Linked DNA regions of Hordeum vulgare: region 1 is linked to region 2. A link is a contact called in public Hi-C data. All regions are on one chromosome and are shown on one strand. The core of a region is the stretch at or near the end of the contact, and the rest is flanking DNA. Distances in the headings are between cores, read along the strand shown. Region 1 holds the start of LOC123427193 (probable serine incorporator). Region 2 holds the start of LOC123427191 (probable leucine-rich repeat receptor-like protein kinase At5g63930).

Evidence for each region. A called contact is a pair of places that touch in the nucleus more often than the background predicts.
Region 1: a contact with region 2 is called in a Hi-C map of leaf, with 5 times the contacts expected there. The contact joins the promoter of LOC123427193 here to the promoter of LOC123427191 in region 2. A contact is called at or near these places in 5 of 6 Hi-C or Micro-C datasets (leaf, seedling and an unstated tissue) and 1 of 1 datasets of contacts at active chromatin or transcription factors (embryo).

The regions. Positions count from the first base shown.
Region 1 is chr2H:551,966,252-551,972,463 of MorexV3_pseudomolecules_assembly, forward strand. LOC123427193 (probable serine incorporator) reads right to left here and starts at 3,212. Exons shown (of 13, transcript XM_045111175.1): 1 at 3,089-3,212; 2 at 2,712-2,962; 3 at 2,512-2,588; 4 at 2,049-2,208; 5 at 465-489; 6 at 275-364; 7 at 1-153. The coding sequence starts at 2,880.
Region 2 is chr2H:551,810,968-551,817,545 of MorexV3_pseudomolecules_assembly, forward strand. LOC123427191 (probable leucine-rich repeat receptor-like protein kinase At5g63930) reads right to left here and starts at 1,694. Exons shown (of 5, transcript XM_045111173.1): 1 at 1,538-1,694; 2 at 1-1,242. The coding sequence starts at 1,147.

The DNA.
Region 1 (6,212 bases), core at 1,962-4,461, 160 kb after region 2:
GCCATCATTATCTTCACTAGGACTGCCGTCCATATAATAGTAAATATGTTGAACACGCATGATGAGTTTGGAACGTACAGAATATATAGCACGAGGATTCCGGCAAATGAGGCAATGAAGGAGAGCGTTGACAAGAACAATCCAAACAGGCCGCTGAAAAGCACATAAAACATCATCCTTGTCATGGCCTGAAATAGTTTTAGCATTGTGTTGAAGTAATTGAGACACCAGAACACAGCTAATTAAATGTCTGAGCATTCAAATAATCATGTACCATTGATTTGATCCAGGATCTGGCATCCAACGTTTATTGCACCATGATATGAGGTGGAGCATGCTTATAAGCTGGAGAATGAGAAATATCCTGGAGGAATATGAAACATAAATTAACGAAAACCGTTGCAACATGCAAGGCTTGGAACTTCTCAAATCTCAGTAATATATATCCGAAACATTAAAATTACCCGGCACCCATTCGAGCAATTTCACCTGCAGAGGATATGGAAGAGATTTATTTCAGCCCACTAATATTTAAGCTACTCAGATGCAAAGTTATAATGGAACTAATACCACAGAATTATTTAGAATTAGTTGTCATGTCATGTTTTCACTTGCTTTTCCCAAATAATAAAGGATGATCTGTAAGTTGCCGCTTTGGCCTTGACACCTACTCCCTCCGTTCCTAAATACTTCCTCCGTTCCTAAATATAAGTCTTTTTAGAGATTTTACTAAAGGGCTACATACAAAGCAAAATGAGTGAACCTATATTCTAAAGTATGTCTATATACATCCGTATGTAGTCTCCTTAGTGAAACCTCTTAAAAGACTTATATTTAGGAACGGAGGGAGTATAAGTCTTTTTTGAGATTGCACTAGGGGACTACATAGACATATTTAGAGTATACATTCACTCATTTTGCTTCATATGTAGTCACCTAGTGAAATCTCTAGAAAGACTTATATTTAGGTAGGAGGGAGTACATCCTAGCCTCTCCGATATATTGCTATATATTGCTTAGAGAAGAGGGAGAATTGCCAATGTACCATTGCAAAGATGTGAAACATGGAATTGCAAACATGCTAATCACTGCACTACCATTGCAAAGAGGTAAAATGTGGAGGTGAAATGGGGTCATTGTACCACTCCGAGTCTCTAACCATAAAAAGATTACAAGAAAAACACAGTTCCATGTGATGAGAAAATCTGAAAAACTTCTACATGTATTTAGTAAACTCAAAACTTAATGTTAATTTTTGTGGTATTTACAAAACAAATTGTGTGTAACTAGGGTGCTGTTTTATTTGTTGTAAAACATCACATTGATGTTTCTACCTTCCCAAACTTTAAGCTCACAATTCATCCCAGGATGTACATCTAAAATTCCAGTCCTTTTGTATTTAAATGCAACTGTTGTTTTTAAACTCAACTTTGTATTTCCACCTTGAGGCCTCATTTGGATAAGGGGGATTGTGGAGGTTTAGAGAGGAAAATCCCCGGGAGGGCTAGAAACCCCACAAATCCTCGGGCGTCCATTTGATAGGAGGGGTTTGCTTAGCCCAATCCCCTCTGTTCCCCTTCAATCCCTTCCTATCCATGTGTTTCAAAACCCTTTTGTAGGGACTAGTGGAAGCAAAGCCCCGGGGATTTGAGAGGATTGGGTGAAAAAAGGGATTCACCCAATCCCCTGAAATCCCTCCCTCTCAAAACCTCCCAAATCCCCCTTAACCAAACGAGGCCTGAGGGAAGTTCGGGTATTTTAAGAAGTTGGGCTGAGTGTAAACATTAGATTGACTATTTTCTCTCTTTGTAACTGTACTACAGGAATTTACAGTTTCCAAATTTCAAATCCTTGCAATGGCACATTGAAAGGAAATAAACTTATTTTGAGCGAAGGAAAGCAACAATTTTAAGTGTATGACTATGCACATGTACTAAGGCAGCCATGTCATGCACCCTTTGCAGCAACTACAATATGGTACACCGGGCAGTGAGCGGAGAAGTGATTACCGTTTATAAGTGACAATTATGGGGAGAAAAGGAACTTACCATAGAGCTGGATGAATATGTTAGGGATGATAAATGGGGTGACGATTGACGCGACATACACAAGAAACTTGAGAACCCAGCATCCAGAATGCCACGAATTACGAACTCCCTGGAGCTTGCGTGTTCCAAACGTTGTGGCAAACATCAGCCAGAAAAATATCTACCAATTGATTTAAGGAAGTGAACAAAAGGCACAAACAATTTCATTGATCTCATTGCTCACGTGTCTTCTTTACGTGCAATTTTAGTTTTGCCTAGGACTGTGAAAACGGTACTGCAGAACAGCCTAACTTCACCTGAATCACTTCCCGCTTACCCCTTGAGCACCTTATGCAAAATGCAATTGTCTCAACGGCAGTATGCAGACTGCAGCGGTGCACCGTAAATTCAGGTGCAAAACAATTCCTATATCCTTGTATATGTAAATTAAGGATGACTGTTTCGGTATATAAAACAAGGATACAAAGCAACCCAAACTAACCCGGAGCACCCCTCCAGAACGGAAGCATTTGGAGTCCCCTGCTCCACAGACCGGGATATCTGAAGATCACAGCAGACAGACAGCAGCGCAGTACAACGCACATCAAATTCAGAATGCTTCTTCCATCGTTCGTTCATGGCAAATGAAGAAGGTCTGGATGGAAATGCAGAGGGCGAACGTACGGTGCAGTCCGCCGAGCAGCTTGGCCCCGTAGTCCCTGATGAACCAGGCCAGCAGGTTGGTGGCGAAGAAGATGAGCCCGTAGACGTAGCGCGCCCTGAGCGACTGCCTCTTCCTCGCCTCGTACGCGCCGCTGTCCCTGTACAGCTCCGGGGCTTGTATCTTGATCATATCCCCTCTCTCGTAGACCCAATCGCCGTTGCTCCTCCTCTCGGCGAACAAAATGGTCTTCTCGGTAGGCTCGGGTCGAGTCCTGCGGAACTAACAAGCCATGGATCGATGAGGTCGCTGGCTCGCTGAAGCTTGACCAACAATGCCGTCCGGAATTCGGACGGGCGAGGGAGGGGAGGGGGGTAAAGGAAGAAGGAGGAGGACTCACCGGCGGTGCCGCAAATCCGGCGGAGGAGGGAGGCGGCTCCACGGCGGTGCGGAGCTGGTGGTGCTTCTTTACTTTCTGTCTCACTGTCTGCTCCGTCCCGTCTCACTCGGGTCAGTGCGTGCATGACTTCACCTGGCTCGGACGCGTGCCTCTTTAAAACATGCACGGCAGGCCGCTCTGGTCGGAGGAGAGCGGTCTGGGCCGCCCGATGGGCAGATCGCAGGGCTGTACGGGTTACGGCCGTGGGCCCCATTGGTTTTCTAGAAGCGAGCGCTGCTCCACGACCGTTGGGGCGCGGCGATGGCGTTTAAAACCGGACGGCGCGCACGGAGAAGGAAACGACCTCTCCGTTGGTGGCAGCGTTGGCTGTGCTTTCGCCGAGGTAGGGTTAAACCGAAGGAATTTGTCCGAAAAAGGGCTAATGTTAAGTAAGGAAGTTTTGCTGGCCAAGGTGTTGCCCGGACGAAACCGAAGACTCAGCCTCGTGCGCCTTTTGTTTCCCGTGGTTTGGTTTTGGTTCACTCGTTTGGGAAAGTTGTTGATGCCTTTAGGAGTTTCTTGAGGTTTGGTGAACAAATACTAGTACTCCAATCCAATAGAGGTCACTCGAGATTTGATGAAGCGATAAAAAGCGTTTTCGTGCTCGGGGACAGACTGACATCACGATTGTTTTTTTAACAAGGTACATACATACATGTTCATACATATATATACACACATTTTTATGAACACATACATATACCCTATCCTATAAACACCTTTCAAGGCACATCGTCGGAAAGCCTAAAATAAATTCAGAAAAATGTAAGCATCGATGTCAAGTCTAAAACTTAAACTCTCGTAAGCTAGGGATACCACTGTCTTTCTAAATATTCAAAAACATATTGGTTTGCCGTTTCTTCTTGAAGTACCTTCTTGTGTTTGTCCTTTTCCTCGATAAACTTATTAGAGCAACTCTAAAAGACCCGTGCGAACCCTCAAAATAATCATCATTTTACAATTCCACGCCAACAAAGTATCCCGAATAAAACCCGTATCACTTGCGAAACTGTAAAAACAATTATAAGGCGCGGTAAAAGTTTGTCCTTAACCTGTAAATTCATGGACTGGGAGTGCGATCCGAGCTCGACCCCTACCGGCAGAGATTTTTGGCAGGAAGGACATTTTCGCACGACACTTTCCGCTTCCACTTCGGCCCGCCTCCGTTGATCTTCCTCCGGCCGCTTCGGAGCACCATTTGTGTCCGCCCATTGCCGCCATGGAAGCCTTGGAGCCTTCGTACTTCACCGTGGAGGTCAGCCACGCGCCGAACCCTCCACCAGATCTCGTCGCAGGCCATGTCGCGCCCGTGGCCGTTCAACCCTCGTCTGCGCCACCCCGCAAGCGGTAGAGCAACGTCGTCATCCAGGGCGGCTTATCCGCAACCCCCATCGGGCAGGCACCCACGTCCGCTGCCACCGTTGCCGACAACGCTGTGATTTCGAGGAGACTTGCGCCGACCTGGAAAGGCAAGGTCTCGGGTGCAAAGCACAAGAAGGCGGCCACAAGAGCAACCCCGCCAATGCCTCCTTCGATTGCACCGACGAGAACAACCCGAGGATGTCCGCGGACGGCAATGCTACTGCCGCGGACAATGTGTTCGACGAAATGGATGCAAGATATGAAACCTTTTTCTTTGTTCGCCATTTACGTTTGTTCGTAAATTATTGGTTGTGAATGTAGGGATGGTTTGCACATTGAGATTGTCGAGTTCGTACACTTGTTGAACGACAACATCATCGACATCGAGCAAGCAAACTATATTTGATTGTTCAAATTTGATACAAATCAGTAGAATTGATGTCAAAATGTAAGATTGAATTTTTACAGTTCCGCGGTGCGGGTTCTGTTCTGCCGCGGTTTTCACTAACCCGTAAAAAGTGATTTTCACGAATTGTAAACACGGGATACAGGTTTGCAGTGGGTCTGCTAGAGTTGCTCTTAGAGCATCTCTAGCCGATCTCTCAAAAAATAAAAAAAATAAACGACCAAGTATAGAAGAGTAAAATTTTATTCTAACTAAGGCCGGACCTAGCCAATCCCATATATTTAGTGAAGTGTTTTTTTAACACCCCGAGATCGTTGTTTCAGTAATTATTATTATATTGTTTACTCTATATTATTTTTGCATTGCATCATGTCATCGTCCCATTAAACTTTTGCAACCCAATTTAAACTCAAATAAATAAATCACATAGATCCTTGAACTATTTAAATTGAGGAATTTCACATGGTGAATTCTCTTTAAAACTTATTGAAAGCCTCTCGATATCATCAGGGAGCTATATTAAACTATTCCAGTGTTGTGGAATTTACCAAAACACACTTTCGTTTTAAATCTCTTTTGTTTTAAATTTATTTAAGCACTTGATCTATCCTCCTTTCACCCCATTTCAAGTCATGAAGCTTTTAAGTATTTTAGAGAGGTCTCTTGCCAAATCTCAGCTTGATCATTTTGGCGTCCATTTTTCTGTAATGGGAAAAGGACAACCTCTTTTTTCCCTCTCTACCAGGCTGACCCTATAGGACCACTGCACCCCCTAACCCTAGCCTCTCTTCTTTTTGAGAGCAACTAGTTTGCGAGCGCTTCTTTGGAAGCTTTCCAGCATGCACTCGCATGCGCCGTTACTTGGCGTGTTCTCAGCCGTCGTCATGTGTCGCGCTTCAACCATTTCCTTCGGATTTTTTTTATTTTTTCGCACGCGTTTTCGGCTTCTTAGATTGTTTTTTTCTTAATTTTTTGGTATTTCTGTTTTTCATCGGTCTTTCTTAGCCTTTTGACGATTTTTTTGCGTGGAAAAATCCATTTTCTATTTTTTGACTGTGCCTCTCGGAAACGAAAAAAACACGTTTTCTATTTTTTTGTGAGAGACACGATTTTGCTTCCGCGAGAGGCACGCTTTTACTTCTGCGAGAGGCACAGTTTTACCTTCGCGAGAGGCACGACCGTCCTTGCCTCTCGGAAAGGAAAAAATGTGCTTTCTGTTTTTTGTGAGAGGCGTGGTTTTGCTTACGTGAGAGGCACGGTTTTGCCTTCGCGAGAGACTCGCTTGTGCCTCTCGGAAAGGAAAAAACGTTTTTATTT
Region 2 (6,578 bases), core at 444-2,943:
CGGCTGGAATTGGGCCGGTGAGTGAATTGATCGAAAGATCAAGCTTGCTCAAGTTCCTCAATCCACACAACTCACTAGGAATAAAGCCGGTAAGCTGATTCTGGAAGAGGTAGAGTAGATACAGCCCTGGTATGTTGCCAAATTCCTTTGGTATCCCTCCAGTTAAGAAATTCTCAGAAAAATCAACCTCTTCTGCAAAAGAAAGCTTCCCAATTTCAGATGGAATGGTACCATTTATGGAATTCCTGTAAAGATATAGCTTCTCAAGATAAGTAATGTTCCCAATTGTTGCAGGTATAGGACCAACCAGATCATTATCATAAAGGGCAACTGTCCTGAGATTTGTGCAATTTCCGATCTCTGAAGGAATGGGGCCAGAAAGCTGATTTCCCCACAGGATTAGGTCTGTCATAAGACCCAGTCTCCCAATCTCTTTTGGCAAAGGCCCTTCTAACTTGTTCTGTGCAAGACCAAACACGGTCAGGTTACGGCATTCACCTATCTCGGCAGGAATGCTGCCAGATATAAGATTCTGTCCAAGCCGAATGGTCTTCAGGTTCTTGAGCTTGCCGATGGAATGTGGTATAGAACCGGAGAGGTTGTTACTGTACCCCACCAAGTCTTGAAGTGATGACATGTTACCAATCTCATCAGGTATTGGACCATGGAGCCTGTTATTGCACAGATTGCATCCGGTCAGCATGACCAGTTTCCCGAGCTCAGGGGGGATTGTACCGTCAAAATTGTTGTTATTCAAGTTGAGCAACACCAGTTTTGAGCAATTCCCAATATCCGGAGGGATGGTTCCAGAGAACTCATTGAAGGACAGATCAAGGCTAGTGAGCTCAGTAAGACCGCCAATGCCGGGGCCGACGGTGCCCGACAGGTTCATGTTGCTGACGTTGAGAGACACCACTGCTAGCCTCGACGATGAGGACGAGGAGCAGTTGACACCCCTCCATGCGCACGGCGATGGATCCCTCGGGTTCCAGTTGTCAAGGTGGTTGTAAGTGTCAATCATCTGGCTCTTGAGACCCAGGAGAAGCCAGCCCTCATGGCTCAGCCCCTGGCAGCCAGAGGCCAGCAGAAAGACCAGCACCACGCCGAGTTGCAAACCCCAGGACGCCGATGCCGTCCCAGGGCCCATGCTATCTTCACTTTGCAAATCAACCAATGCTCAGAGCCGAACAAGGAGCAGAACAACTGCTATAGCCTTGTGCATCTCTGCGCCTTCCAGACCTCCTGAAACAGAATGCAAGGAGAGAATTTTTAGAACATGACGCAAATGAAATGCTTCTGTTCTGGAAAGATTCCAACAGCATAACTATCCGCAGGATGCTACGTAGTACTACTTCTATTTTGCATGGCCTTCGTTTTCAGAGGAATGGACAGCACGACGATCCAGAGCAGGAATGAAAGCTATAGTACTAGTACTAAGAATCAAATTCAGGAACTCCAAATCAAGAATCTAACACCGGGAAGAATCACTGAAAAGCGACAAGAATCGAATCACCCCTCGTATGAAAATAATGCTTACTCCTGATTCAGGCTAGGACCAATCAAGGAAACCGGAACAGGAGTAGCCGGCCACCAATCCCACCATGTATATTTGCAGACAAGGATGTTTGAAACACCCAATAAGAACCGAGGAGGGGCCGCGTCCCCCTGAAATCGCGGGAGGCCCCGGCCCATCGGAGGGAGGGACCCATGAACAGCACCGCCGCGCACCGCCACCGCCACCCCGTCCGAAACAGATCTAGGAGCGGGCCTTTCACTCCGCACAGAGCTAGCGAGCGAGCGAGCGAGCTGCGCGCAGTAACTAACGCCACCCCCACCCCCTACAACCGCAAGCCAGCAGCACATCGCGCGAGGGTACAGCACGGCGCACCAGGAGGGCGCATTAATGCGGACGCGCGCACGCCCGCAACAAGAGCAAAGTAAGAGGCTTTCCAACTCACCGCGTTTTCCGCCGCGCTTCCGCCACGCCGCAGTCCCGCCGCCGCTGGGCCGCGCTCTGGCGCCGGCTCACTGCCGCGCCGGGCAAAGAGTGGTGAATGGGCGATGAAGAGACGGACGCGCCGCAGCGGAGTAGGGAGAGAGGGAGATGAGGGGAGATGGCGAGATAGCTAGCTAGCTAGCTAGGGGGAGGAGGGGAGGTGATGGAGGTGGTGGACTGGTGGTGGTAGGGGGGGTGGGGAGAAGAAGTTGGCTCGGGCCGGACGGAGGGGAGGAAATGGCAGGCAAGCACGCTCGCGAAGCGTAGCAATCGCTCGCGGGCGGTCCCTCTCCCTCGATCTAGCCTGGCCCCCCTTTGCTTCCCTTCCCTTCCCTTCCCCTCTTTGCTTGCTTCCGCTCGAGCTTTGCTTTTCGTCCTAATCCGGCCGGCCCCACCCCGGCGCTTTTCTCCCTAACTCTAGTCTAGTGTAGTCTTTAATTTCTCTTGTTGCTTCTGGCCTTTAATTTGTGTGCTGCTGGGGTTTGGAGTTACGTACTCGGTGCTAGTGTGTGCGTGTGCGTGTGCGTGTGTGTGTACCGGTAGTGGTAGGGCAGGGTAGGGTAGGCAGGCCGTGTTGGCGGGCGGCACCGGCTGCACAGTGCCGAGGACGTATGTTTGGTTTGGGAGAACAGCCGTGATTATCTGTCGCTCCAGAAAAAGGAAATACCGGTGCTAATCATACTGGTCTCGGTCTGGTCTTGTCTGGTCGTGACAAAATAGCGCTAATCATACTGTACGTCTTCCATGCGTGTCTCTACGGGTTTGGATGGGAACTGATTGGTTTTCTTTGTCCTGTCATCAACTCATAATGGGCGATGGGTGGATGGCTCACGGGTGAGCTCAGCCGCTGCGTCTGCGTAGGAGTACGTGACTGCACGGGTTGCCGGCCCTGTACATGTCGAGACACGGAGAAAGGCAGATGCGCACGCTTGCCAGTTGCCACCACCACCAAAGCATCGCGTGTGCGTGTGATCGGTTGCCCCGAGTTCGTTCGTGGCCGTCGGTTTTCCCTCCGGGTCATGGGAAATTCGCACGGTTCGCCGTCTCTGGTCCGTTCCGGGCTGGAGTAGCAGCAGTCGTCGTGCTACCTGGCCTGGCCTTGGGGTGCGCGAGTGAGATCGAGCAAAAAGAAGGATGTGCTCCTTTACGTGCGTGCGAGTGCGTGCAATACCTATGCAGTTCTCTAGGTAGGGACGTGGAGGTGGAGGTGCACGGATGGACCGGGGTGCCTTCTAGTTTACTCACCCTGCTGTCAACTTTTCTTTTCTTTTCTTTTCTTTTCTTTACATGGATGGATGGATGGATCAGTGCGACGTCGAGGACTGACTGACTGATGTATGGCACGCACAAACCGCGGGAATCCTCCACCCGCGACAGATGCATGGGTCGGCGTTCCACGTGCACGGCCAACTGTGCCGCGCATGGACTCGAGGCACCGTTGGCACCCCAGAGGAGAAGCTTCTCTGCTCTGCAAAACGCATTGCCCGGGTTTTCCGGGGAAAGACGACCCGAGCAACGATGCCTTTGCACGCCGAAATTCAAACATGACACGTCCTTCACCTTAAGTTTATCTTTCGGATTTGATCCGGGTCTAACCCATTCTATATAGAATAAAAACGTAAGAATTGCAGTACTGGTCGTACTTGTACGCGAGTATTATACCTGCGCTAGGTCAACAAAAATCGCCTTCTCTCCCAGAAAAAAAATAGTGTATAGCAATACCATTCGCTGAAACCCGGCTCTGAAACATATCTACCCTTTGGAAGAATGGATCAAACCCTAGGATAACTAGAGCGCTCTGACTTCCCTTTATTCTGGGGAAGAAAGTCTCCGGGAAGACTAGAGCATCGGCCCCCGAACAATTGAATATGTCCATAGGTTTCATACACACGTTTGTGCATATATATTTTTTGGCCGGTGTTATGACTTTGTAATGTGAGAACTGACCAGTATTATAAAGAGCAGTGTATTTGAGTTGAAAGCTCACTACGGCCACTCGCCTTTAAAATATGCTTATTACCACTCGCCTTTAAAATATGTTTATTATGGTCATTATATACGGGTTAAGGTGACCGTTACTAGCTCGTCGTATAGCTCTATATTCAGTCGAGTTGATTGGTCAACCTAGTCAACATTGATCGGATGCCGTTGCTGTGCTCTCACTTCCCTCCCACTCCCAAATGGCCGCCGCCTGCTTCCTCTCCACGCCCTCCCCGCTCGCATGCCTCACGCACCTTGCACGCGTCGCCGGCCGACCCCCTCGCACTCCCTGCCTCGCCTCGGGAGGCCTCGCCCGTCCTCCCAGCATGCGGAGAAGAGGGCGGGCCGATGACGCCCAACGAAAGCGGATCTAGGGGAGGCATGGTGCGAGGTGGCTGGGGATGACGCTGGCCTAGGTCGGCGACATAACCGACGTCGGCGTCACCCACGTCTTGATGCCCCCGCCCCCGCACTTTATTTCCCCTCAGGGCTACATGTTAGGCCGACTGTACAACCTCAACACGTCTAGGCACGGCACGACGGCGGATCTGAGGTCCCTGGTCGCGGCGTCTACTGCGTCTTCGAGGACGGGAAGCGTGAGGACCGCCTCGATTGGTTCAGTGGCGAGGTCTGCGGCGGCGACACCAAATACTCGGACGACACTTGGCACCGCGACAGCGCCGATGACTTCGACATGGCGCCGACATCGACCGCCTGAGCCCGCGGGTGCCCACATCCGATGTTCGGGCGGCTAATATATCGGCAACGAGCAGCTCTGTTAAGTGTCAACCAACCTCAGGTCGGAGGTGCCACGGATGACATGGAAGTTGGGGACAATGTGGTCGAGCTTGTCTGAGAAGAACCCGGAGCCTGAGCCCTATAGCAACTCGAGCACGTCCAGCGTGTAGGCGTTCTGCCTACACAGAGAGCCCAAACACAGGCCCCAAGCTTCTTCGCGTCGGCATGCCGCTTCCGCAGGGTGGCGACGACGACGGCAGACGCGGCCTCGTTATCCCCGAGGATCAACGCTGCGGAGGCGCGCATGACGACCAGGGGCTCCGCGGGGCCTCGGCGACGGGGCCGGCCACCAGGTCGCACAGCGATCGAGGCGAGGCGGGGAGCGCGAGGTGTCGGTCGGCGGCCTCGCGCCCGCGGCGTGTGCGAGGTGTGATACGTCTCAAACGTATCTATAATCTTTGATGGTTTCATGCTATTATCTTGTCAACTTTGGATGTTTTATGTACCTTTTATATCTTTTTTGGGACTAACTTATTAATTCAGTGTCAAGTGTCAGTTCCTGTTTTTTCTGTGTTTTTGACTCTTTTCAGATCTGATTTTGGAACGGAGTTCAAACGGAATAAAATCCCTGAAATAAAATTTTCCAAAACGGAAGAAGATCAGGGGACTTGAGGGCCAAGGCAGGAGAGCCACAGGGGGCCCACAAGCCCTGTAGACGCCACCAGGGGGCGGCGGCTACCAGGCTTGTGGCCTCCCTGGGGCCCCCTGACCTAGCTCCTTCGCCTATATATTCCCTAAAATACAAAAAATAGGGGAATCCACGAAAACACTTTTCCGCCGCCACAAGCTTCCGTTTCCGCGAGATCTCATCCGGAGACCCTTCCCGGTGCCCTGCCGGAGGGGACTTTGGAGTTGGAGGGCCTCTACATCAACATCCTCGCCCCTCCAATGACTCGTGAGTAGTTCACTTCAGACCTACGTGTCCGTAGTTAGTAGCTAGATGGCTTCTTCTTTCTCTTGGATCTTCAATACAAAGTTCTCCATGATCTTCATGGAGATCTATCCGATGTAATCCTCTTTGGCGGTGTGTTTGTCGAGATCCGATGAATTGTGGATTTGTGATCAGATTATCTATGATATATATTTGAGTCTTTGCTGATTTCTTATATGCATGATTTGATATCCTTGTAAGTCTCTCCGAGTCTTGGGTTTTGTTTGGCCAACTAGATCTATGATTTCTTGCAATGGGAGAAGTGCTTGGTTTTGGGTTCATACCGTGTGGTGACCTTTCCCAGTGACAGAAGGGGCAGCAAGGCATGCATCGTGTTGTTGCCATCAATGGTAACAAGATGGGATTTTATCGTAGATATGAGATTGTCCATCTACATCATGTCATCTTGCTTAAGGCGTTACTTTGTTCTCATGAACTTAATACACTAGATGCATGCTGGATAGCAGTCGACGTGTGGAGTAATAGTAGTAGATGCAGAAAGTATCGGTCTACTTGTTTTGGACGTGATGCATATAGATATAATCATTGCCTTAGATAACGTCACGACTTTGCGCGGTTCTATCAATTGCTCGAAATTAATTCGTTCACCCACCGTCTACTTGCTTTCATGAGAGAAGCCACTAGTGAACACTACGGCCCCCGGGTCTATTCACACCTATCGTTTCCACTTTCGCTTTTACTTTGCTTTGTTTCTTTTTGCTTTCAGTTCTCACTTGGCAAACAATCTATAAGGGGTTGACAACCCATTCATAGTGTTGGGTGCAAGATTTTTGTGTTTGTGCATGTACTTGTGACAATCCTTCATTGGATCGATACCTTGGTTCTCAAAACTGAGGGAAATACTTACCGCCG